2 separate regions of the Drosophila melanogaster genome follow, and region 1 is linked to region 2. The links are chromatin contacts, called in public Hi-C maps. All regions are on one chromosome and are shown on one strand. The core of a region is the stretch at or near the end of the contact, and the rest is flanking DNA. Distances in the headings are between cores, read along the strand shown.

Evidence for each region. Hi-C and Micro-C count contacts between places; a contact is called where the count stands out from the background.
Region 1: a Hi-C map of the Kc167 cell line shows a contact between it and region 2, with 1.7 times the contacts expected there. A contact is called at or near these places in 4 of 107 Hi-C or Micro-C datasets (the Kc167 cell line, the Ras3 cell line and wing imaginal disc).

The regions. Positions count from the first base shown.
Region 1 is chr3L:1,919,805-1,926,235 of dm6, reverse strand. Dbx reads right to left here and starts at 4,929. Exons shown (of 5, transcript NM_139420.4): 1 at 4,305-4,929; 2 at 1,259-1,963; 3 at 877-981; 4 at 714-817. The coding sequence starts at 4,821. It overlaps tRNA:Cys-GCA-2-1 (transfer RNA:Cysteine-GCA 2-1), which reads right to left and starts at 595; the gene lies at 524-595.
Region 2 is chr3L:1,698,022-1,704,399 of dm6, reverse strand. It overlaps CG13931, which reads left to right and starts at 1,993. Exons shown (of 2, transcript NM_001274345.1): 1 at 1,993-2,106; 2 at 2,496-3,444. The coding sequence starts at 2,098. The coding sequence ends at 3,005. It overlaps CG7991, which reads right to left. Exons shown (of 4, transcript NM_139392.2): 2 at 5,697-5,753.

The DNA.
Region 1 (6,431 bases), core at 3,680-6,179, 220 kb before region 2:
TGCCTGGCCAAATGGGTTTTGAAATGCTAATTCAGTGTTGTTGGGCGGGAAAGTTTAGGGAAATTAGAGCACATGTGTGGAGCAAAAACGTCGGCAAACTAGACGCAATAAATTAATTTGGTCAACAAGCTAGTAATTATATAACTTCAGAACAAAGAGCTTATAAAATGCAGCGAAAGGATTTACTTCTATGTTCTTTCATGGAAATTGGGTACATATATTGTGCGATTTTGAGAATCTATACAAAATGAATAAGTAATTTAAAACCTTGCACTCTTTTAGGCACTTTCATCGGTGCAATAATGTTAAACTATACCTTTGAGTGAAATGGGGAAACATCGTTTTGCAAATATCTTAAAAGAATGATGCAATAATCATACGAATGGAGGAATAACAAATGCTGGAAATGAATTTAAGCAAATACTGAGACTTGTATAAACAAAAGATAATTTAAAATAATTACTTTATAGCCTTATTATTGTAGCTTATATCAACAAAATAAATGAAAACCAAAAATGTGAGTAGGGGGCACCCGGATTTGAACCAGGGACCTGTCGATCTGCAGTCGAACGCTCTACCCCTGAGCTATGCCCCCAGTTGTATAATCCCCAATCACTTGGGTTATATAAACGAAATTCGGCGTGATTAACCACATGATTCATTGCTCCATAGCTGTGTAATATCAGCCATTATGAACATATAACTCGTCTCACCTGAGAATCCTTCAATCCCAGTCTCTCGGCCAGTTTCTTGCGGTCCGGCTTGCTGATGTACTTCTGCTGCTGGAACCGCTTCTCCAGCCCCTTCCTCTGGGAATCTGCAATGAGGGCGACCATTAGATGAACCCCTTCGGGAATGGATGCCCCAACTACGCACCTGAGAAGACGGCACGCCGCATCATTCCACGGCGAGGCTTGCCACGCGTCGAATGGGCCCAGGGGAATCCCTGGCCAGGAGGCAGGGGGAACACTTGGGCGCCAACTGCAATTGTTGCCGATGGAGGGAGGGGAAGAGGAAAGAGGAAATGCATTAGACCAAAACACTTGTTAATGGGCACAGCGGGTGGCTGTGGACTCTGGTTGGGGATGTGACATTTGATATATTCGACCATTAGGGGCATTACACTTGGAAATTAACTCTTGAATTTGAGAAATTGAATCTATTAGATTATTCTAAGGATATATTTACTATATTTTTGAAGAAATCCATTTTATATGTATAAAATAATTTTAATAGCAATCCTTTTGGAATATCTTACCACTCATGTAGGGATTGCGACAGTGCGCCAGCAACGAGTGAAGGTGCGGGTGGTTGAGGGTGTGCGGCAGGAAGGGCGTGGGGCGGCTGGGCATGGGCTTGGCAATCACCGGCGGAGGAGGCGGTGGCGGCGGCGTCGGGTGTCCATGGCCATGGCCACCACCACCTCCTCCTCCTGTTCCTCCGGCGCCCAGCAACTGCTGCTGCTGTTGCTTGTCTTGCGTTAATCTTCGACTGGCGCTGCTATCCTCGTCGGGATTTGAATTCGCCAGCTCGTGCGGTCGAGCATCCTGGCCAGAATTGCCAGTGCCACTGCCATTGCCATTGGCAGTCGATGCGCCGTGATTGTTGTCGCTATCACTAATTGTGCTGCCAGGTGACGACGACGAGGATGCGGTTTGCGGTTGACAACTATTGCCGGGATGTTGCTGCTGTACATGCTGCTGCTGCTGGTGATGCTGATGCGGCGGCAGTTGATGCGTTAGAAATGCGGGATGCGGAAAGTGGGCGTGCCCCGCCCCCGGATGGTGATGATGATGGTGATGCGAATGCGGATGCGAGTGCTGATGTCCTGGCACTGCCAGCGGCTGGTGTTGCGGGTGGGAATGCGGCTGCTGCTGCTGATGGTGTTGCTGATATTGATGCGAGTGCTGCTGCATGAAGTTTTGCTGCAGATAAGGCCATATATGCTGCGGTTGCATGAACTCTGTGGAGAAGAAGTGGCGGCACCATTAGTGGCGAGTGAGTCACTAAAGCGCTGTCCAAAATGGAGGCACTTGGAAAAACTAGAGATTAGCATTTAATCAAACTTAATAAAGGAAATTATAGTAACTTGATGTATCCCTTCAACTTAACATTGGTTGTATGCTAATTAATTCTCAGTCTTCTGTGCTTAAAACCACTTTGAAGTGTCAGATTGTCAGCCTTGAAAACAATCTGCCAAAGTCGTTATCGTGCCCCGAGACTTGGCTCATTCTCAAGGAGTCGTTGAAGCGCGTTATGTGCTGTCTTGCGAATTTCCAGACAGGCGCCATGGCCCCCGAATGCCACCCCCCATCACCACACACACACACTCACACACACGCCGGCGCAGACAATGGGAAATGAAATCTGCTTTGAAGTGTCAGTGTGAAGTTGGCATAATTAAAGCAAACACAAGATCCCCGGGATAAAGGACTTTACGCACACACAGACATAGAGACAGACAGGCAGACAGACAGACACAGGAGCTCGCACCTTGAGAGCAAAGTTTGGCGCCTTTGAAGGATATGCTGCATCCCCATTTGTATGGGAAGGATATCGGGGGATGGAATCTCGCCCTTGGACCCCTGCGTGGCTGCATTTCATTTTCTAATTAAACACCCCAAAAAGGCAGCCGCCATGGCGGCTTCTCCCCATTTTGATTTGCCCCGCCCCCGCTCAGCCTGACAGGCTGGCAGTGGCTGCAGGATATCCAGGATATGATTTTAATTCGATTAGAGAACTGAAACAATTAACGAATTAACGCCTCTTTAGTTTCGACATTGTGTGCGCGTTCAATCCGATGCTTTTGACTCCTGTGGCCAACGGCATTTTGCTCTGCGGAGCACCGAAAATTTCCATTTCCATATGGCATCCTTGATTGTCCTTGTGTGTGTAGGAGTGTAGGAATGTGTGTGTGTGTGTGTGTGTGGCACATGTGTGCCTAATGAGCGCACAAATTAAGTTATAATTGTTCGCTTTTGTTTGTTTTGTTCGTCGGCGGTTTACCGACTTTTCTGTATCTGCATCTGTGCTCCCAAAATGTGGCAAGTTTTTCGACTTATTGGTTTATGGCCCTGCAAAAAAGTTCATTTGTGGCATACTCTTGGGCAAAAAGCCGTTCACATTTCGAGGGGAAAATGTGCTAAGTGGATTATTGATTGAAATGTGATGGCAATTAGTTGGAATATGCGGAGGAGATTAATGGACAGAATAAGTTAGAAAGTGTGTGTGTGTGTGGAGGGGATACCTAATGGCTGCGTTATTAAGACATTAAAAGTTACTTATGCTATTCTGGTTCTAATATAATACCTAATAATAGTCATATTTCGTACCATTTCTAAATTTTTTGCCACGCTTTGATCATAAAAAACAGTACGATTTAACCCCAAAATATCGCCAATAAAATCTCATAAAAAATAGTGATAAAATACGGGAAATCGAAAGGTCCTGCCCACTCATTAATATGGAAAGTAAGCCGCGATGCCATAATCACATGACAATTAAATCCCACAATCCCCAGAAATACAAGAGAACAATACAACTAAAAAACGGCCAAGGCAGAGCTGTTACATTGACTGATGGCCAATTGGTTACGCCTACCTTCTGTCCCCCGCCCCCAGGACCTTTTCCATGTCCTATCTGGCATAGGGATTCCCATTCTCATTCTCATCCCCCGTTGTAAGCAGCACGCGGCAGAGGATCCTTCGCACCATATCCCATGCAGATCCTTCGCACCATATCCCATGCAGATCCTGGCGGAAGTGCGGAAGTGCGGATGTGGATGGGACGAACTGGTTATGCGGCTTTGTGCTCAGGGGCTTGGCTCAATAATTTAAACATGATTAGGCCTGGCTGTGTTTTTACAGCCTGCAGGATCAGCGGTGAAACGCCCCGAGGACTTAGGCCAACACACAATAAAGTCGCGGCGTAAAAACTAAAGCAACTGCGAAGTACCAGTACTTTGCGTTCTACCCTCGCGAGGAGTCTGCGTAAACTTTTGGGCCAGATTTGTTATTCTTTTGGCTTTTCATATTGCAATTGTGTTCGGTATTTTGTTTTTATTCGGCATTAGCCACGACAAATTAATTGCCAAGCCTTTTTATAACATTCTTTGAAGCAGCCCGCGGCGTAAACCTAATTGGAGGAAACTATCTCATCGACTTCAGAATTGGAGGGGCCCAAGGTAATTACAAAATTTAATCTTAGGGGTTCCAGTGAAAACAACATTGAAAGAGAAGCAAAGATCATCAGCACCTCAAGGCATACTACTAAGCTAAAATTGCTAGTTGCCAACCATGTCTTACCATTTCTGACACGGACTCCTTCCCGGGTGTCGCCAAGGATCGCGCTGACACTGAACTTGAGAATGGGCTTGCTGTTGGTATCCTTGAGGATGGTGTTGCCGACGGTCGGCATGCTGGTCTCCTTGGGCTCCACCTTGGGCAATTTGATTGACACGGGCTCGTCCACGTCGGCCAGCTCCTCTTCCAGCTCCTCGTCCAGGTCCATGTGCGGCTCCTCGCCCTCGACACTGCCAATATCGGCGACTATTTCGTCCGCCGAGGAGGAACCATCGTCCTCGTCCATCTCCTCGATGCTTTCTACACTCTCGGCACGGATTTCGCGGCACTTATCACACTTGTAGCCGCGCAACTTGGAGCAGCCACAGGACTCGGTGGGCTGGTCAGCCGGATCCGCGGCATCCGTTCCCGTGGCCGACCGACGCGATAGGAGCATCTCGCTCAGGCTGGACTTCAGCTGGCTTTCCGTGTAGGTCTGCTGGGCGTGCAGGAGACTGTCCACGAGGAAGGCCGTAGACATAACGCGACGGAGCTGGCTGCTCTATATTTCCGTAGTCTCTAGTATCCGTACACGTACCGATTCAGTTCTCGTCTGTATCCGCCAGTTGTCGCGTTCGCGTCGAGTGCTCAATTCGAACTGAACTCGGTTGGCAGAATGTCCTGGCAGGCGCAGGACGCAGCATCCGGGTGCCCAGGAGTGCGATTACGGGGTTGCTCGTCGTTGGTTGGTCCGCTTCTCCTGCCCAGTAGAAGTGCCGTCTGTGCGGCACGTGATGCTTAGTCCTTATGTACATCCTGCTCTCTCTCTCTCTTCCTCTCTCTGTTTCGCTCTCCTTGCGAGAGCGTATGCGTGCGTAAGTGTGTGTGTGTGCGTGCGTGAGTGTCCTGTTTAGCCTTTGCCTGCTCGTTATTGTTGTTCGCTTTTTATTTGATTTTATTTGCGTGAAAACAATAAAAATTTAATTTTCTTGTTTTGTTGCCTTTGCCACTTGCTGCCTTGAACTGAATTTGGCTCGATCTTATTAAATTTGAGCTGCCATTCCACGGTGCCGCACAGTGGGGCGCATTGTTAGAATACATTTAATTTACATTTAATTATAATATAAAATATGTAATTTTATACTGGAAACAAAATATTTTATTTTGTTTTTATACTACAATTTCTATTATAATTCTCAACTGGTTTAAGCTAAGCATTACATAGGCAAAGAAAATATGTTTCACATGTTTGATTAACGTAAAGGATCCTTTCAACAAATAACTTTTCCCAATAATGTACAAAGTTTGATGATATAGAGTAATGGCATTTAGTTACATTATTTGAACTGGACTTCTACATCCATAGACTTTTGAATTTGTGCGAGCAATTTGTTGCAGACATGGGAAGCAAAAAAAATTCCGACAAGCGGCCAAGGAGTCAGTAGATTAACTTTTATTATGACCGCAAATTAGTTGTCCTCGTCGCCGTTGATGACGACAATCGAGTTTATCGACAATGATGACTTATTTACTCAGCGTCGAAAGCGTGGTAAATGCGAAAATGGCTGAGCAGCGGTTATGTAAGCTTAGGAGCTAGATAAACAGCAGAATGCGGCAAGGATGTGTGTGTCCTTTTGGCCTCTATTGTGTGCGAGCAGAAAGAGAGAGAGGGCGAGAGCACGGAGCAACCCCTGTGTGCCAGGCGCTGGGGTCCCAAGGAGTCCTGCCCGCCGAAGGGGCGTGGCCTCACTCGAATGCGATTCCCATCAGAATGCTGAAAGGAGCTGAAAGGAGGAGAAGTGCCCTCGACAATAGGAAGAAGTACAAGGATAACAAAGGCCCCAGCTCAGATTGTTTTGCGCTGCCATTTGTGGCTTTTTGCTTTCATATGGAGCACGCCTCAAAGGATTACCCCGTATCCGTGCAGCCAGGACGTCAGGATTTCCACTTCACCCACCGCTTCTGCTGGCAGCGAGTACATAAAACATGCTCATATAAGCGTATAAATATGTGATAATAATGATTAAAAGTTCTCATCATACCATCATCATTTATGCAAAGGATTCCGCCCGTGGTGTGTGTGTCTGTGTGCGCTCAAGAGTCCTTACATTTTTATTTGCCACCGACACTGAAGCTGAAGCTGAAGCTGAG
Region 2 (6,378 bases), core at 744-3,243:
CCCTCTTCGCCCCTGACACACGCAGGTTGATGATGACGCCGCTTATAAAAGTTTGATCAAAATTATTACTACGCCGGGCAAACAAGTGGCATTGAGTAGGTAGCACTGAGATTACCCTTTCCTATATATATATATTGCTTTCCCAGGCGTAATTGCAATTTTAATCCAATCACTGATAGTGCAATCAGAGACATTCGAAGAAGTCACAATTAAATGAGTTCCTAATCAAATGACTTGCTTAAAAATAGTACGAATTCTCCTAGATCTTTGGCAAATGTCGAAGTGCCGCGCATACCCTAACCAGCTCACAAAAAGGTAAAGAGGTGAAGGTGGCACAGGCATTTCGGGGGCATCTTTGTGCCCCCATCCACCATCCACAATCTCGTGGAGCGACCCTCTTTCGGGACAATTAGAGTGGGCCATTGCCATAAAGTTATGGAATTCATGGCGCCCGTTTTGCACAACGCATTTCGGAGCTTACTTATTACTGCAGTTTATCTGCCCGACGGACGAACTTTGGGCCACGTTTCATTAGCCATATGCCGGGTGGGCGGCAGTGCTTCTGCCTCCTCCGGACTTTCATTCCGCTGCGTAAGTGTGCTCCGGCTTTTTACGAGTGCACATTCTGCGCGCGATATTAAATCCATTTAATGAGGCGAAGGCATGTGAATTCCACATATCTACTGCACTATATCTACTATACTATAGTTGTAGTTACCGAGGCAAAGCAATGGGTGAAATTCCAATTAATTGGCAAAAGTCGTAAAATGCTAATCTTTTTATGGTCCTCGCTGGGCAGCGAAAATAATGTTTAATTGATCTAAGCTTGCGATTTATTGGCATATAAGTTTGTTGAATGAAAAGTGCAAGGCACTAAACTAAATCTCATAAAAAATTGGCAGGCACATTATTCCTTTATTTTAAAGGTAATGTGTTGTTATTTTTCCTTTTTACTCACGAAATAGGCAGTGAAAAGGAAAGTCTTTCGTTTTCCTAACGACACGTTACGCATACGCCACGTAAACTGGGTGAGCCATTGTCCAAGTTACGTATGTAAATGAAACCGATCGCCGGCAAATGCTAATGAAATGCATATTTAATACGCAGCGAATCCGATACTGGCCCCTGGCCACCTATCGCATGCTCGTCGGGTAATTAAAGTAATAATGTTAAGTGGAAAACACGCGCGAATCTATGTCTTTTCCGCATTTCGCGGCGTTGCATAAAATGTTGAACAAAGCGCGAAATGCTCGCCCGATTATATTGATTATAGGGATGAGGTGGGATGGCATGATGGCATTGCATCGGAATGAATTGGATTGGGTTGGATTAAAGACGAGCGCCGGCGTATGTGAGATTCCATGAATGGCAATGGTAATTCCGTTTCGCCGGCTCCCAGAGCCAGTCACCAAAACGCCGCTTCCGATCCGCCGATTCTCCTATTCCCCGATTTAAGGGGCTCCCATGGAGCAGAGATGCTGTGGCGAAAATTGTTTTCTTGGCGCAAAATACCCGAAACGCTTCGCCGAGCAGCGACCGCGCCCCATGCTTTTGGGCCTGCACTGCGAGAAAATACTGCACGATTGGTTCTCACTTATCTAATGTTATAACTTTGTTATGCATGAAAACTTTTCTTAAGATATTGATTGCTGAGAAGCAAATTAAGATACTGACACCTTCATTACTTTAAATATTGTATATCTTGAAAAACAACCTTGTTTCTCTCAGTGTGCCGGCAAGCAACAAGCTGTAAGCAATAATTAGGCACACGTAACTCGGACGCCACTGTGCTGCGGCGCTGCACATGCAAATGTTGCGGCTCCGTGGAGGCTGCAATGCAATCGACACCACCGCCGAGGAAGATAATGATGGACGGGATGGGTGAGGGGGAGCCCATAAGTACGCCACATGCGGCATGGTGCACTGAACCTGATTACCGCATCCATATAAAAGCCCCATCGATTCCAGCCGGCCCACACAGTGCTGAAAGCGAACGCGCGCCACTCGGCGGTGGCAGTGGACGAACTGAAGGATTAATTAAGGACCTGCTTAACCAGCTTAATCAGCAGCCACATCAGCCAAATCTACATCTGCTAAATGTCCAAAGTGAGTCAAGTTAAGCTGGCCATTTGGATCGGCACAAAAACCGAAAAAGTAAATCAAACCAATTTAAAATCTACTTAAAAACAGTTTTGTGCGATTTAATAAAAAAAAATATAAATTCAAGCAGAGTGAAAAACAAATTTTAATTGCTTATTCGGGTCATATTAAACTAAATTAAAATTTAATTAAAGTTTAATTTGCATTCACACCAAGTGTTCAATCAAATGATTGAAAATTGCCAACAAACAGAAAGTTCTTATTAATTTGAACGCCTAAAAAAAAAAACACGAAATGGATTTCAGTTTTCGGAAATTGCACCTTAGTTCCTATAATTTAGTTTCAAATAGTAATTCCTGTTCAACGCTCTCGCTATTGATTTACCCAAAATAAAGCTGTCATCTGGTGGTCCCTCCATGGCGGCCAAGCTGCTGGCCATAATGCTTCTGCTGGTGGCGACGGGAGTGCAGGCGCGGCGTCTGGGCCACCGACGCCTAATCATCCACGTGCCGGTCAAGGTGAAGACGCACCACCACACTCACACCGTGTACAAGGTGCTACACGGATCACATGGTGGCGGTGGCGGCGGAGGTGTAAAGCAAACGGTATACAAAGTGCTTGGCTTCTCCACACACGGTGGTGGCATTGCCAAGGGCGGCGTAGGAGGAGGAGGAGGCATTGGCCATGGAGCCCACGGTAGCTACGACATGGGCAGCATAGGAGGAATGGGACACGGCGAAATCACATACGAGGACATGCACGGATGCGAGAGCGGCAAAGTGATTCCGGCGGCCAGAGACATGATTTTCAATCACTACTCGCGTCACGGCCAAAGCGATGGAACTGCCGAGGATTACGCCGAGGAGCTGGACGACTTTGTAGACCTAAGGGATGGCTGGTTGTGAATAAAGAGACGTGTGCGCAAATCCCCGCCGATTAATTATAAAATTCCTGCCAGCGGCGATTTGCATTTGCACTACGGATGCGCTGACGCAGCTCAAGACTCAGCATCGTCCAAATTCCAATCCCCCGGAATCCGTGTCTTTGTCTTTCGCTGCCGATTCGCATTTGTATTGTTTAATTAGGATTCGGAAGCCGGCTGGGAATGGGTGGTACTTAACTTCTTGCCTTCTCCAGTCGCGCACTTGGGAAAAACTTGAAGTATTTGCTTGCCTCTCGACTGGGGCATGCGGCATATTTTAGTGGACAATTAAAGGAAACGAGTGTCGATGGCTGAAGCAAGTGAATGGAAAACTTAATATGGGAAGAGAAGACTTGCAGCTTGAATAGTTCCCAGCAAAGTCAAAAACTTAATTAGGCTAAGCAAAAAAATCCAAACTTAATATATTATATAATATTATAATTATATTGTTGGACTAAGATTTTCCTATAGGATTTCCCCTTATTTTCCTAGTTGCCTCATAGGAAATTCCCCAAATTGGCCATATTTGGCGCAATTTTTGTTCAATTATTGAATGTAATACCTTTTTGAGCTCGTATTGACATAAAAAATCGATCTGCATTCAAAACTGAACTTTTAATTTTTGGTCAATTTTTTCAAAAAAATAGTGATGTAACCCCTTATCAAAAAGTCAAAAATTGGAAAAAATTTAATTTTTAAATGTCTGCAAAAACGGAATGAGGATAGTTAGTATCGATCATTAGCTGCAAGAAACTGTGATTATTTCAGCCATCGGACATTTTTTGGCCAAGTTATGGCAAAAATGCCTGTTCAGATGGTTCAATACATGAGTCTGCAAGAGAAGATACTTAAACGCATCTCGATCACTATAGATAGCATCCACCTTGGAGTGGGTTTTCTAATCCGCCATTGCCGAACACCCATTGATCAATCAGGCTAATCGCTGCCAGCGATGCCATCCAAACTGGAGCACCAGATTGGCATCGGATGGCCGGGACTTGACATAAGGCAGATTGATCGCAGGCCGCCCTGCCAGCAGAGCAGATGGCTCCAATGAAGATGACCAAGTGCAGATGCCGCATTTCCCCGCCAGATGCGAGAGCAGGTAAGCAAGCACAGGTGCCGCCTTTCGCTGAGCGCAGAATAATTTGCGTGTAATTGAAGGCGACAGCGCGTCACGGGTCGGGATGATAAATGCGTCTGGCCGCGGCAGGAGGAAAACCCGATCCGCTGAGGATCCCAGTCCATAAAGACACGCGACGGGTGGTCGGTGGTCGGTGGTTGGTGCTCGGTGGCCAGTGGTCGCACTTTCGGCTGGCGCCAAGTGGTCAGCCCAAATGGATGGGGGCCATTTAAAGGTATTTAGCTGGTAATGACATTTAAGAGCAGCGGCATAAATCGCGTCACAACATTGTTGCAGTGAAACGAATTAAACCCGCACACGCACCACCTCTCACAGATGAAGTTGTTGGGCCCGGACCACATCCAATCCATCGGACACGTGGTAAAGGCTGGGACTCAACTGGTCAGATTAGATAAAGAGCCACTACACGCGGCGAAAATCTGGGTACTCACTGAGCATGATTTATAGAACACCTATGTATCAGTTGAGTGATTAGATACGTTGTAGGAAAATGCAAGATTATCTAACGAAGTATAGATAATTGTAAATTTGTCTCATATCCATCTTCAAAGTTTTTCCAGAAAGGCTGACAATTTAAGAGACTCGAGCTATTCAATGCCGAAATCCCTTTTTGCTCTGTATGAGTCGCTGAGCTGCTTATGTCCACTGATGACGAGCTGAGTCCGCAGGGATTTGTCCATCAGTGGCTCGGCTCTGGCCAATCCCAGTCCAAGCCCCCCCCCCCTTGTCCGTCTTCTCCTGGCTTTATTGGATACGTTAAGCCTCTGCACATATTTGCATCCTGGCTGAGAGAATGGCTGGCGGCAACAAAGCGTAAAACGATTTGGCCAAAACCAAACAGGCAGTGGTAGTAGGAGCAGTCCGGGACTTGGATTGGCATGGGATGGGATTGGAATCGGTCTGGGTATTTGAGTTACCTTAACAATATTTGGCTGCTCCGTCAAATGCCTCCCAATGCTAAATACATTTTGTGTCGCTTGCTGGCATTTGATTTGCTTTTCACTCTCCAGCCTGCGGTCTAAATAAATGTATTGATTTTGGCAAATGGCTTTTGCATGGCCGGGAAAAAACTTCAATCTATATAAATGAACATCCCACATGGAAGCCAGGATGAAACATTTTTATACAATTTCACATAAATGGCTTAAAAATAGCTGCAAAATCTGATTAGTTTAATTTTTACTATAAACTCTTTTCCTATCTGCCTATCATAATCTACTATCTATCCCTTTATATTAACTTTTAAACCGATTTAAGCTCTTTTCAATCAGCAACATTTAAATTGCCAGAGTCCGTCAATCGTCGAACTTTTCCCTGTGTGTTCATTTCGTAATTGAGGCAATCCTTGCGGCGTCCTTTTTCCACTTTCACCCTTTCTGCGCCTTGTTTACCCATCGTCTAGCCTTTGATTTTTCATTTTTCCAACCACAATTTTGGGCCATTTTGCTGTTTGCTTAATTGGTTTCATTAGGGAAATATTCGGTTCTCCATCGGACCTTAATTTCAACAGCATCCGCTGCAGCCACTTACCGTCCTTCCTTTTCGCCGAACGGAGGATGCCAAAAAAACGACGCTCCTGAATCGCACCTGAAACGACGGAGTGAAGGGGGGAAGTTAGAAAAAAGTTGGTCCAAGGTATAAACTTTAAGGTGGAAAAGTTTCGGCCAGGTGGGAAAAAGGACCAGGATCCAGTTACACGTGTCGCAGGAGCACAAGCAGCCCGGCAGAACAGGCGGCATAATTTCCACAGAGTGACAACTAAATAAATAGAAGAGGCTGCCAGCGGAGGAGAAGCTGGGGCCAAGATGGCAAAGTTTCAGCTCCGTGGCAAGGATGCGGGCAGCCACTCCGTCTGAGGCACTAATTTTAACACCATTAATTTGCGAGCAAGGACCAGCAGCCAGGAGCTCACACCACAGAGATAGAACAGAGAATTTTAAATGAAATGGACACAAGTTTTATTGAATTGACTGGCAGCAGGACGAGGGGAGAACGGGAGCAAGTAGCAAGGAGCTGCTGTCACGAAGGCCTCGCCGGAACCGGAAACGCATTACTCTGCTCCTTTGAGCGATGCTCCTGCTCCTGCTCCTGCCACCGTTTCTCCGGCTCCTCTTGTTTTCCGTGTGGCCAGCACTTTGGCCCACACGATTACACGCAAGCTTAGGGAGTCCAAATGGGTGATACACAGAGGAATATATACGCAAGCATGCCT